Linked DNA regions of Bos taurus: region 1 is linked to region 2. A link is a contact called in public Hi-C data. All regions are on one chromosome and are shown on one strand. Each heading gives the region's core, a stretch centred on a gene start, on an enhancer-like site or on the middle of the called end of the contact. The rest is flanking DNA. Distances are from core to core; before and after follow the strand shown.

Region 1 (5,245 bases), core at 1,737-4,236, 95 kb after region 2:
TTAGACACCTAGTGGCACTTCCTGGCTTTGGAGACTGGTAGAGCAGGAAATGTACCTGAAATATTCCCCCTACTGGAAACATTTCATACCCTTGGAGCAGAGCAAAGAGCAAGTGAGTGACGACCCTTCTGGACAAGACAGGGAGACTGCAGTTCCAGGAGGCATGACCATTTCCCCATGGGCAGGGGATGCCCAGCAGCTGGGAAACTGTATCCCTGAGGGCTTTGATATTGTCCAGATGCCTTGGCTCTAGAGTCAGGCTGAACTGGGTTGGAATCCTGGTTTGGTCATTAGTTTGCCTGGTGACTTTGTGGGGGAGCTTGCCATTGCTGGGGACATTGAGAATGCCATGGAGGGTGGTAGCCGGAGTCAAGCCCAGACTTCCACAGAGGCCATTGGAGAAGGCCTCCACCCAGCACCTTTGCCAGAGGGCCTGGCACAGGCACCTGGGTGTGGACTCGGGCACCGCCTGGCACTCTGGAGCCTGCCCACACATGCCGACCTGGGCACAGCCTCCAGAGTCCCACTCTTGTGTCTCTGGCATCTCTCCTTCGAATGGAGAAACTGAGGCTGGGACCTCGTGAGGTGGGAGCTACTGACCAATTCAGGATGGCCGTGGGGACACAGCCTACCTGGCCCCCATGACCGCCCAGCTCAGGGCTCCCCAGGCTGCTTGTCTCCCGCTGTTGCATGGGAACTCAGACAAGTTGCTGTTTTCTGGTCCTCGGTTTCCCCATTGGTCTGAGAGGAACTCACTGACGTGCCTGGGGGCGCTGCTGCAAGTAACAGATATCATGCACTTCCGTGCAGCAACAGGGGCAGGAGTGACACTGTGATTTCCGGTCCCACAGGGCCCAGGAGGCCTCTTCCCCTGAATCCCACCTGCCAGGCCCCAGCAGTCAGGCCACTGAAGGCTCAGACCCCAGCTCTGCTGCTCGAAGATGGTGAGGCCTCGAGCAGGAGGCATCCTCGTCTCAGTTTCCCCATCTGTAAAATGGGCACATCCACATGATGATCACAGTTGCCACTCTTTGCAGGCTGCCTTGCTGGCTAGAGGAGGGCCCCAGAGACAGACCTCCCACATCCCCTGAGTAGGGTTGGGGGTCTCCTCTTCCCACCATGGGGGCTCTCTCCCACCTCCTGCCAGCTGCTCGTAAAAGTCCTGCCAAATGGGAGGTTTCTTTGCCTTCTAAAAATTAGGGGGCAACTCCTGCTCCTCTCAGTCTTAAAAGGGAGCTCCTTGGCCTTCGCCCTTTGCCCTCCGACCTCCAGCAGCCAGGTAGGGGGAACCCAACAAGTAGGGAGAGCAAGTCAGAAAGGTAGTAGGAGCCTGGTAATTGGGCCCCAGGTCACACCCAGGTAGATGTGCCACTTAGGGGGGCGTTTCTTGGGAGTGGGAGCCTCAGGTGAGGACTGAAGTCCTAGCACTGCAGCCTAGGCTGGGGGGCGGGGAGCGGGTGGCTGGCACCCAAGGTGGGTCATAACGGCAGGAAGTCGGTTACAGAGGGAGAGAGTCGTTGGCACTGTGATTTCCGGCTGTGCTGCTGGGTTATGTAAAGGGCAGAGCCGCGGGGTGGGGAGGGCGGGCACCTCAACATTGTTGCCCACCTGGCCTGGCTGACAATGGAAGGACAGAGTTTCAGAGTAGGGGTTGGCACTAATTTGAATCGGACCATGGGGACTGATGCCCTCAGCTCATTTCTCCACCTCCTCAGCCTCCCATCCACTGGGCACCATCAGGTGGAGGGGTGGGAGGCAGCCCTCTGGGTTTCTCAACTCTCCCGGCCCTGCCCCAGAGGCAGGGGACCCCAGTCTTGGTTTGCCGGTCTGTGCAATAGGCCTGGCTTGCATATTTATTTACTTTTGTTGTTGTTCTTTCTTCTTCTTTTTTTTTTTCTCAAGGATAAGAGACTTTTTAATTTATTTTAATTTTTTTTTTTTTTGATGACTACTATATGTTTGGGCTTCCCAGGTAGCTCAGTTGTAAAGAATCCTCCAGCAATGCAGGAGATGTGGGTTCAATCCCTGGGTTAGGAAGATGCCCTGGAGAAAGAAATGGCAACCCACTCCAGTATTCTTGCCTGGAGAATCCCATGGAAAGAGGAGCCTGGCGGGCTACAGTCCATGGGGTGGCAAAGAGTCAGACAAGACTTAGTGACTAAACCACCACCATCGTAACCACCATCACCACCACCGTACATTTATCCATCATATCATGTAGATACAAAGTTAAAGAAATAGAAAAAAAATTTTTTTCCTTGTGTTGAGAACTCTCTGAACAGACTGGGCTGAGGGGAGGTGGCCTCTCCACTTCACAAAGGAACACAGTGAGTCTTGGTGAGGACCACCACAGTCATGAGGCCTCACGTCCAGTCCCAAGCTGTCCTGGCCCCAGTGTGGATCCCACCTCTTGGTTCATCAGCCCGCATTAACTGAGCACCTGCTATGCATTCACTCCTTCTGGGGCTTTCTTCACAACCTGGAGGCCAGGACCCCCACTTTCTGGAAGAGGAAACTGAGGGGACAAATCTGGGGTCAGAGAGGGGCCAGAGCCTGACTTGGGTGTCCTCACTTTAGGCCCTATGATTCCATCCTTGGTAGCTCAGTTGGTAAAGAATCTGCCTGCAGTGCAGGAGACCCGGGTTCCATCCCTGGGTTGGGAAGATTCCCTGGAGGAGGAAATGGCAACCCACTCCAATATTCTTGCCAGGAAAATCCCATGGACAGAGGAGCCTGGCGGGCTTTACAGTCCATGGGATCACAAAGAGTCGGACACGACTTAGCAACCACCATCACTACTCCCATCCCTCAGACACGCGCTGCACCCACCACGCCCAGCCCACCACCCCTGTGCCCCTTCCACCACCTAAACCTGGACTTGGGGGTGCGCAGAGGCCACTGAATCTTCACGGAGTGGGGGTGGGGCGGTGGCTAAGGTCAGGCTACAGACCCCGCCCCCTTCTGGGAGGGGCCTGGCCAAGAGCTCCGTTAACAGGGCGATTAAAGAATGACAGATGCGGGGGAAAGCCTGAAAGAATTAAGCCAGCGCTTGGAGAGGTAGGTTTATATAATCTCGGGTACGACGTGTCCTCTGGAGCCAGGATTAGGTGCTGCCGTTTCCCAGGCAGCCTTGGGGGAGGTAGCATTCCGCTCCTGCTCTGCCCTGCTCCACTGGGGCTACCCCCTCCCCAACCCAGCCCGCCTGGACACCTGCTGGGGGAAGCTTGGGGGCTGCAGGGGCCGGTTCCCCTGGGAGGGCGCCAGCTCTGCCCGAGGAGGGGGAGACGGGTCTAGGAAGTGTGCCACCTGGCAGATCCACTCCCAGGTTCTGCCTTGCACAACCGGCTCCTGACCCTGGACAAACCCGAGGCCTCACGTTCTCTTCTGGAGAATGGGTTTTGCAGGTTTAAACATTTGGAGCATGGTGTACAGTTGGTGCTGAATAATCCTAGACCTTGGGAGGCCTTGGAAGCTGAAACGTGGGCTAGCCACATTGTCCATTGGCTATCAACATTGCTGACGGACTTCCCTGGTGGCCCAGTGGTTAAGAATTCACCTGCCAATGCAGGGGACATGGGTTTGATCCCTGGTCTAGGAGGATTCCACATGCTGCTTGGTAACTAAGGCTGAGGGCCACAACTACTGAGCCTGTGCTCTAGAGCCTGCCAGCCACTGCAGTGAGAAGCCCTCACACCACAACTAGAGAGCAGCCCCACACCCACGGCGGCTAGAGAAAGCCCGCACACAGCAGTGAAGACCCAGTGCAGCCAAAAATAAAAAATATTTTAAAAACGAATGCTGACTGCAATAATAATAAAGTCTAACAATCATTTCAGTTTTCCTTATGCCATTCAGTGTCCCTTGATAGTATGTGTTGTTTTTCCTCTGTAGTCTGTCTCTCTCCCTGGAATGCCAGCTCCACAGGCACCCAGGAAGCACCCTGCATACAACTGCGGCACTGTTCATGTGTACTGCACAGCCACTCGGGAACATGCTCTGTGCTGGGACGCTCACATTGGAACCCCTTGGCAACCTCACAAAACCAGGAAGGGGTGTTTTATGGCTCCTATTTCCCAGAGGCAGAAACTGATGCTCAGAAGGGGAGGCTCACCTGCTCAAGGTCATCCTGCAAAGAAGTGACGGAGCTGAGGTTCTCATCCAGCTCCCTTTGCCGTCCGAGGCTCCTGGCCAAGTTGCTGCCTGGCTCCTCCTGGACTCATACGCTTGCAGGACTAAAGCGCAAGGAAACATGGGGCAACCAGAGATGCCTGGACCTTTGCGTCCACCCATCAGGCCTTGTGGGGAGCTACAAGGGGGGTCAGCAGTGTCACTTTTTTGGAGGGCCTGTGTTGGGGGACTGTGGGCGCAATAGGGGATAGACAGTGCAGGAGGAGGGGAAGAGGAAACTTGTTCCCATCACACATCACAGCCATGGTACCCTGGCCTCCAACAACCAGGCTGGGGATCCAGAGTGACTCCCACCCCCAAGGAGGATGCGCTGCAACCACTCAGCTTTTTCCGGTAACTATTACTCAGCTCCGGCATCTGGGAGAAAGGTCAGGGATGTGGCCAGCAGCAGTAACTGGACTGGATGAGGGAGAGGGTGGAATTCCCACTCCTCCCAACTCCCGGGCTGGCTTCCTGCTGCCTCCTTGCAGGTGTTGGATGTCCCCAGAGTCAGGGAGGGGGCAGGAGAGACTCCCCGATCTCTATATGGCCCAGAGAGTCATACAGGGCAGACTCCATGCTGGTCCAGCCCATGATCCGCTTCCTGCCATGCTGGCCACCTGTCGCCAGCCTTCGGGACACACACTCACCACTGTAACTGAATCTACCAGGCAGCTCTGTGGATCCCCCCACCCTGTGACTGGCGCAGACTCAGGGAGAGTGAGATGGGAGGGGGCAGGAGGGGCAGAGCAGGAGTTGGCAAGCAGGGCCAGGCTTCAGTCCTTCATCCTCTGCTCTCTCCCTCCTCCTGCTCTTCCATCTTCCAGATGGGCAGTTACCTAATTTCCTCCACTGCTCATAGCCTGTGACACCCCTGTGGGTCCACTGTGCGTGGGGCACTGACCGGGCACACATGGTTTCTAACTGCTCAGGATAGACCCCCGATCTGCCTCTGACTTTACAACCTGTGGGTATGAACATTCCACGCGCTCTTGCTTTGCTGTGGGGTTAACTGGATTTCATGGGTCCCATTTTACAGGTGGGGAAACTGAGAATCTGAGAGGTGAAGAAATTTGCC
Region 2 (4,936 bases), core at 1,973-4,472:
CGCTGGCTCTTGCTTCCTGGAGTTCCTTCAATCTGGGGGAGACTGAGGCTGCCTCCACTTCCTGCCCTTTATCCATCCCCACCCCTCCGATTCCCATCTCTTCTGCAGAGCTGAGGATGAAGAGAGGCCCACATTGAGGATGAATCCCAACCCGTATGAGGAAGTGGATCTGAGGTACTGCTGTGTGAGCATGTGTGTGTGCATGGGTGTGCACTGATGACCTCTTTCCGTCCTTGAACACCTCAGCCACACTCTGGCCCCAGGGCCTTAGCACCTACTGTTCTGATTTGTACACCTTTGCCCATATCTTCTGGCTGGCTCTGTCTCTCCTCCAGTCCCTGCTCAGTTGGTTCCTCCCCACAGATGCCCAACCTGACCAACAGCCTTCCTGATGCTCTCTCTGACACAGCCCTGCATCTTTCTTTGCACGTATTGCCAAATGAAATTATCTAAGTCATTTACTGGTTTCTGAACAGAACTTAGCTTTGGTCCAGGCTGTGTCCTCAGGGCCCTGCCCAGGGCCTGGCATGCAGTAGGCACTTACTAAATACCTGTTGAACAAGATGGTGGTGTGGGATAGTGCAGGGACTGTGTGCGTGTGATTTGGTGTGGGTGACTCTCCTGGATTCAGCGTCTCCCATGATCCTGTTTCCAGATGTGACTCTGATGAGAGCTCAGGGATGCGGGCAGGGCTGGAGGCTCTTATGGAGCAAGCACCCCAACTTGGGCAAAGGTTTGGGGACAGGAGTTGGAGCTGGGAGCTGGGAGGAGAATATCCTGGCTGGAAGATTCTCAGCTGAGCCTAAAATGCCTGAGGGAGGGGTCTGGGATGGACTATGCTTTGTTTAGACCCAGCTCAGCCCCAGTAAAGTGTGGTTCCTGCTCTCAGGATGTGCTGGAGGCTCCAGGTCCAATAAGTGCTCCTAATTCATAGTTTGCTCCCTGCCAGGTTCATTCCTTCCCCATCCATCCATTTACACTCCCACCCACAAATCCTCCCATCCATTCTCCCATCTATCCATCCATCCATCCACCCATCCATTCTCCCATCCATCCACCTATCCATCTATCCATCCACCCATCCATCTATCCATTCATCCATTCTCCCATCCATCCATCCATTCTCCTATCCATCCATCCATTCTTCCAATGAACAACTGAACCTTAGTTTCTGCCTTTGTGAAATGGAAATCACAAGGGTGCCTTGTAAGGGCTGTTTTGAAGATTCAGCAAAGACTTTTTGTGAAGCATTGGCACAGGTAAAGGCCTGGCACAGGTGAGGGTCTGTTAAATGGGAATGACTCTGTTTTGTTACCATGGTTTGGGGTTTTTGTGTCCCTACAGAAAAGAAGACAAGAAAGGGAAGGAAGAGAAGGAGGAAAAGGCTGAGGAGAAAAAAGCTGGGAAGGGGGAAAAGGCCAAGAAGAAAGGAAAGAGAAACTTCGGGCTGGAGCTAGAGGAAAATGAGGAGCGCAGGGACTACAAGAAAGTCAGGAACACGGCCATGTAAAGATTCAGTCACCTCCTCCAAGAAACCCGCCAGAGATGCCCCTTCCACACCCTAGAAGCAATGAACTGAACCTGAAGCCACTGTGGTGACTCCATCTGTGGTTGAGAGTACGGGGCCCTGAATGAAGAGGCTTGGGACCCTACCCACCCCCCACCAAGGAGGGCTCTTCGTGTGTTATACAGTCTATATTGTTATGATTTGTTCTATCTGGTGATTCTTCTTGCACTCGGAGACCATTCCTGGTTCGCGAGAAACCCCCAACCCCTACAATCTCACCGCTCTACCTGCTTTTCCCCACTGCCTGACATCTATGGGCCAAAACCTCCTTCCTCCCGTTCAGCTTCAGGACCAGTATAGGCCAGGGACTGGGGGAGAGCCTTTCAGAAGGGCTTCCGTTGTCCCCTGGGACTCAGTTTCCCCAGGAGGAGACAGCTTTGGGGGCTGGGAGCAAGGCCTGGGCAGCTGTGGAAGACCAAACTCCACTGTGCCCAGGTGCTGGGCAGATCAGACGCTCCCCTTGCAATCTTGATCCTGCCGTCCTGAACCCTGAACTTTGAGCCCCGAGGGCTGTCTCCTGGGAAAGCCTTGCTCCCTCCACCCCCAGGTTTTTGGCTCACGTGACTCCATTTCCAGAAACTGGGTCTTGATGGGTGGGGTGCCCCTGGGTGCACCATCTTGGGAGGGGACAAGCCTCCCCTGCTCTCTTCACTTTCTTCAGGCCCTGGACCTTGCCCTGGATGTTAACCATTTCCTAATGAGAACTTTGATAAAGGCTGGTGTTTATCATTTTATTTATTTATTGGCTGTGCTGGGTCTCCGTTGCTGCGCAGGTTTTTCTCTAGTTGTGGCCAGCGGGGGCTACTGTCTTGTTGTGCAGGCTTCTCGTTGTGTTGGCTTCTCTTGTTGCGGAGCAGGCTTCAGTAGTTGCATTAGGGCTCTCTTGTGAAGCCTGTAGCTGGGGTGGTAGCCCAGAAGGCGGGGAGCTTCTGAGACTATCCCAGGATCGGCCACCAGGGGGCAGAAAAGCCGTAAATAAAAATATATAATCTCCCTAAAAGATGCTTCCACTGAACGCCTAGCATCCTTATGGTCTCAGTCTCTGTCGGTTTGCAATTCGTCCCATTTTCCAGCTGAAAATACTGAGACTTAGAAAGAAGGACGCCACCAGCCCAGGTCTCCCTGGCTGTTGTTGGCAGCGCTGGGATGGAAGCCTAGGCTGCCCAAGGGACGGGCACATGCAGGGGCTGGCTCAGGTCAGATTTGGAGGTTCATGTCCTAGGACGGGAGAGGGTTGGGGTAGGGGGTGTTCCTAGCTGGGAGAACTGTGTTCCTCTGGGATGCTATGTGGTCCCAGGGAAGTGGCCTAACTTCTCTGAGCCTCGAGTTGGCTCCTCTTTTGCAATGTGAGGACCAGAGTTCTGACCACCAGAGTGTGAGACTTGATGGAGGTGCTGGGACTTCAGAGCCAGTGCAATGCCTGGTGGTCAGGAAATGAGTTCCCCACCCTTCTCGAGCCGCCCCTGCTGTGGCTCTGACCGTGGAGAGTGAGAGTCAGGATGGGCCTCAGGGAGACAGGGACAAGGAAGCTCAGGACCCTGAGCCCCTCCCCATGGTGCCCGGAACTCAGGGAGGGGACCCCACCTCCTACTTCCTGGGGCACCGGCCACACCCTGCCCTGGGGTGCGCTGGGCAGGCCACTTCCTTCTCCCGCCGGGGCTGCAACCCCAGAATCTGCTGGATAGGGGCGAGGACAAGAGGGCGCAGGATGGGTAAATTCTGTACGACCCCCGGTCAACTCTCTCTTCTCGCAGCTCTGGTCCCAAGGCTGGTGCAGGCCCAACCCCGTAAGGCCTTGGGAGGGAGTGGGGGTGGAGTAGGGAAAACAGTCCTAACCTGGCGGCCCCGACGCTGACCCAACCCTGCTCCCGCCCGCAGTGGCCCAGCGGAAGTCGTGGCTGGTGGGGCTGGGGGCTGCGCTGGCCTTCCTCTTCCTCATCTTTGTCCTCACCTTGGTCTATGCCGTCTGGTGCCGGGAGTCCCAGGACAGGTGGGTTCTCATCCTTCTGAGCCCCTCCCCTTCGCTTACTCTTTAGCATCTCAGCTCCGCCCCTCTCTGAGTCCCACCCCTCTAAGCTCCTCCTCGTGCCAAGCCTCTCCCTTACTAGCCCCTCTTCTCTATGAGTCCCGCCCTTCTGAGCCCCGCCCCTCGCCGGTCCCTCCCCTATAAGCTCCTCCCCTACCGAGCCCCTCCCCTCTCTGAGTCCTGCCCCTCTAAGCCCCTCCTCGCGCCAAGCCCCTCCCCTCTAAGCCCCTCCCCTCTAGGAGCCCCTTCCCTTTCCGAGCATCCTCCAAGACTGGGCAGGACCAGCGGGGTAATACTCTGATTCTGAGAGGTCCCCAGGGGGGCCTCACAGGACCTCACTGGCTTTGCTCCTGACTACCTACCCGCAAAACAAGGGTGGCTTCCTCACAGAGATCCCCCATCCCTAGGATGTGTTTCAATAGGGGGGTCTATAAAGTATCACCCCAATGCCAACACCACCCATTTCTCCATCCACCTGTCCATCATCCATCCATCATCCCCCCGACCTGTCTCCCACCTTCTCTCTCTCCTTCCCTCCTTCCATCATCCATCCCTCTTATCTGTTCATCCATCCATCCACCCACCTTCCCACCATTCATGCATGCGTCTATTCGTTCATCTATCCACACACTCATTAATCCATCCACCCATCCGTCGGTCAAGCCCTTCATCTCTCTGCCCGTCCACTCACCCACAGTTCTGAAACCCAGGAAGCCAAAGAGGCCAGAAATTAAGAGCTCAGTTTTGGCTCATACAGTTCGAGCTCCTGAACTTCCTTCGTGTTCTAAGGGGGTCAGTGTCCTAAGCTGCCTGAGTCTCGTCCCCTTCTGTGTCATGGGAACAGTGAGGGTGCCTGCAGGACTCAGAGCTTCTGGGAGAATTGTCAGAGGCCTGGAGCACTGTCTGTCCTTATTAACTCGGATTATCTGGGCTCTTCTGGTCTCCACAGCAGTGAAGAGAAGGAAGAGGAGACTGTGAGAAAGGAGAAGGGAGAGGACGACTGGGGGCTGGAACTGGAGGAGACAGAGGGGCCTCTGAACCATGAAGCAATGGCAAGTTCCTCCACATGAAGTCTTCCCACTCATCTCCTCCAGGCAGTCCTCCAGGGATGCCCCAATGCCTTCTCCACACCCTATCAGCAAAGGACCTGGTCCTGGGGCCAGTAAGATGACTCTCTGGGACTCAGAGGTCTCAGAACCCGCCCCAAATCCCTCTCAGAGGGCTCTCTGTGTGTTACCTGGTAGTCCCGTACCCCTTCTCAAGCTTGGTCTCCACCTGATGATTCTTCTTGAGCTTGGAGGGCGCCCTTGGAGAAGGAGCCGCCCACATCCCTCCAAGAACCC

The links. A called contact is a pair of places that touch in the nucleus more often than the background predicts.
Region 1: a Hi-C map of liver shows a contact between it and region 2, with 4 times the contacts expected there. The contact joins the enhancer-like site here to the promoter of LOC618071 in region 2. A contact is called at or near these places in 4 of 11 Hi-C or Micro-C datasets (blastocyst, liver and skeletal muscle).

What each region holds. Positions count from the first base shown.
Region 1 is chr7:20,529,750-20,534,994 of ARS-UCD2.0, forward strand. No RefSeq gene overlaps it. Among named protein-coding and RNA genes, the nearest start is that of NFIC, 23 kb to the left of the region's middle. Within about 2 kb of position 2,987, at least 24 of the 102 cell types and tissues checked have an H3K27ac peak or open chromatin away from gene starts, as enhancers often do. A contact at or near this core is called in liver, where this site is marked.
Region 2 is chr7:20,434,170-20,439,105 of ARS-UCD2.0, forward strand. It overlaps LOC618071, which reads left to right and starts at 3,223. Exons shown (of 3, transcript NM_001206718.1): 1 at 3,223-3,354; 2 at 3,446-3,557; 3 at 4,543-4,936. The coding sequence starts at 3,276. The coding sequence ends at 4,663. It overlaps SMIM24 (small integral membrane protein 24), which reads left to right. Exons shown (of 4, transcript NM_001206717.1): 3 at 109-174; 4 at 1,345-2,307. The coding sequence ends at 1,510. SMIM44 (small integral membrane protein 44) reads left to right here. Exons shown (of 3, transcript XM_059888666.1): 3 at 109-174.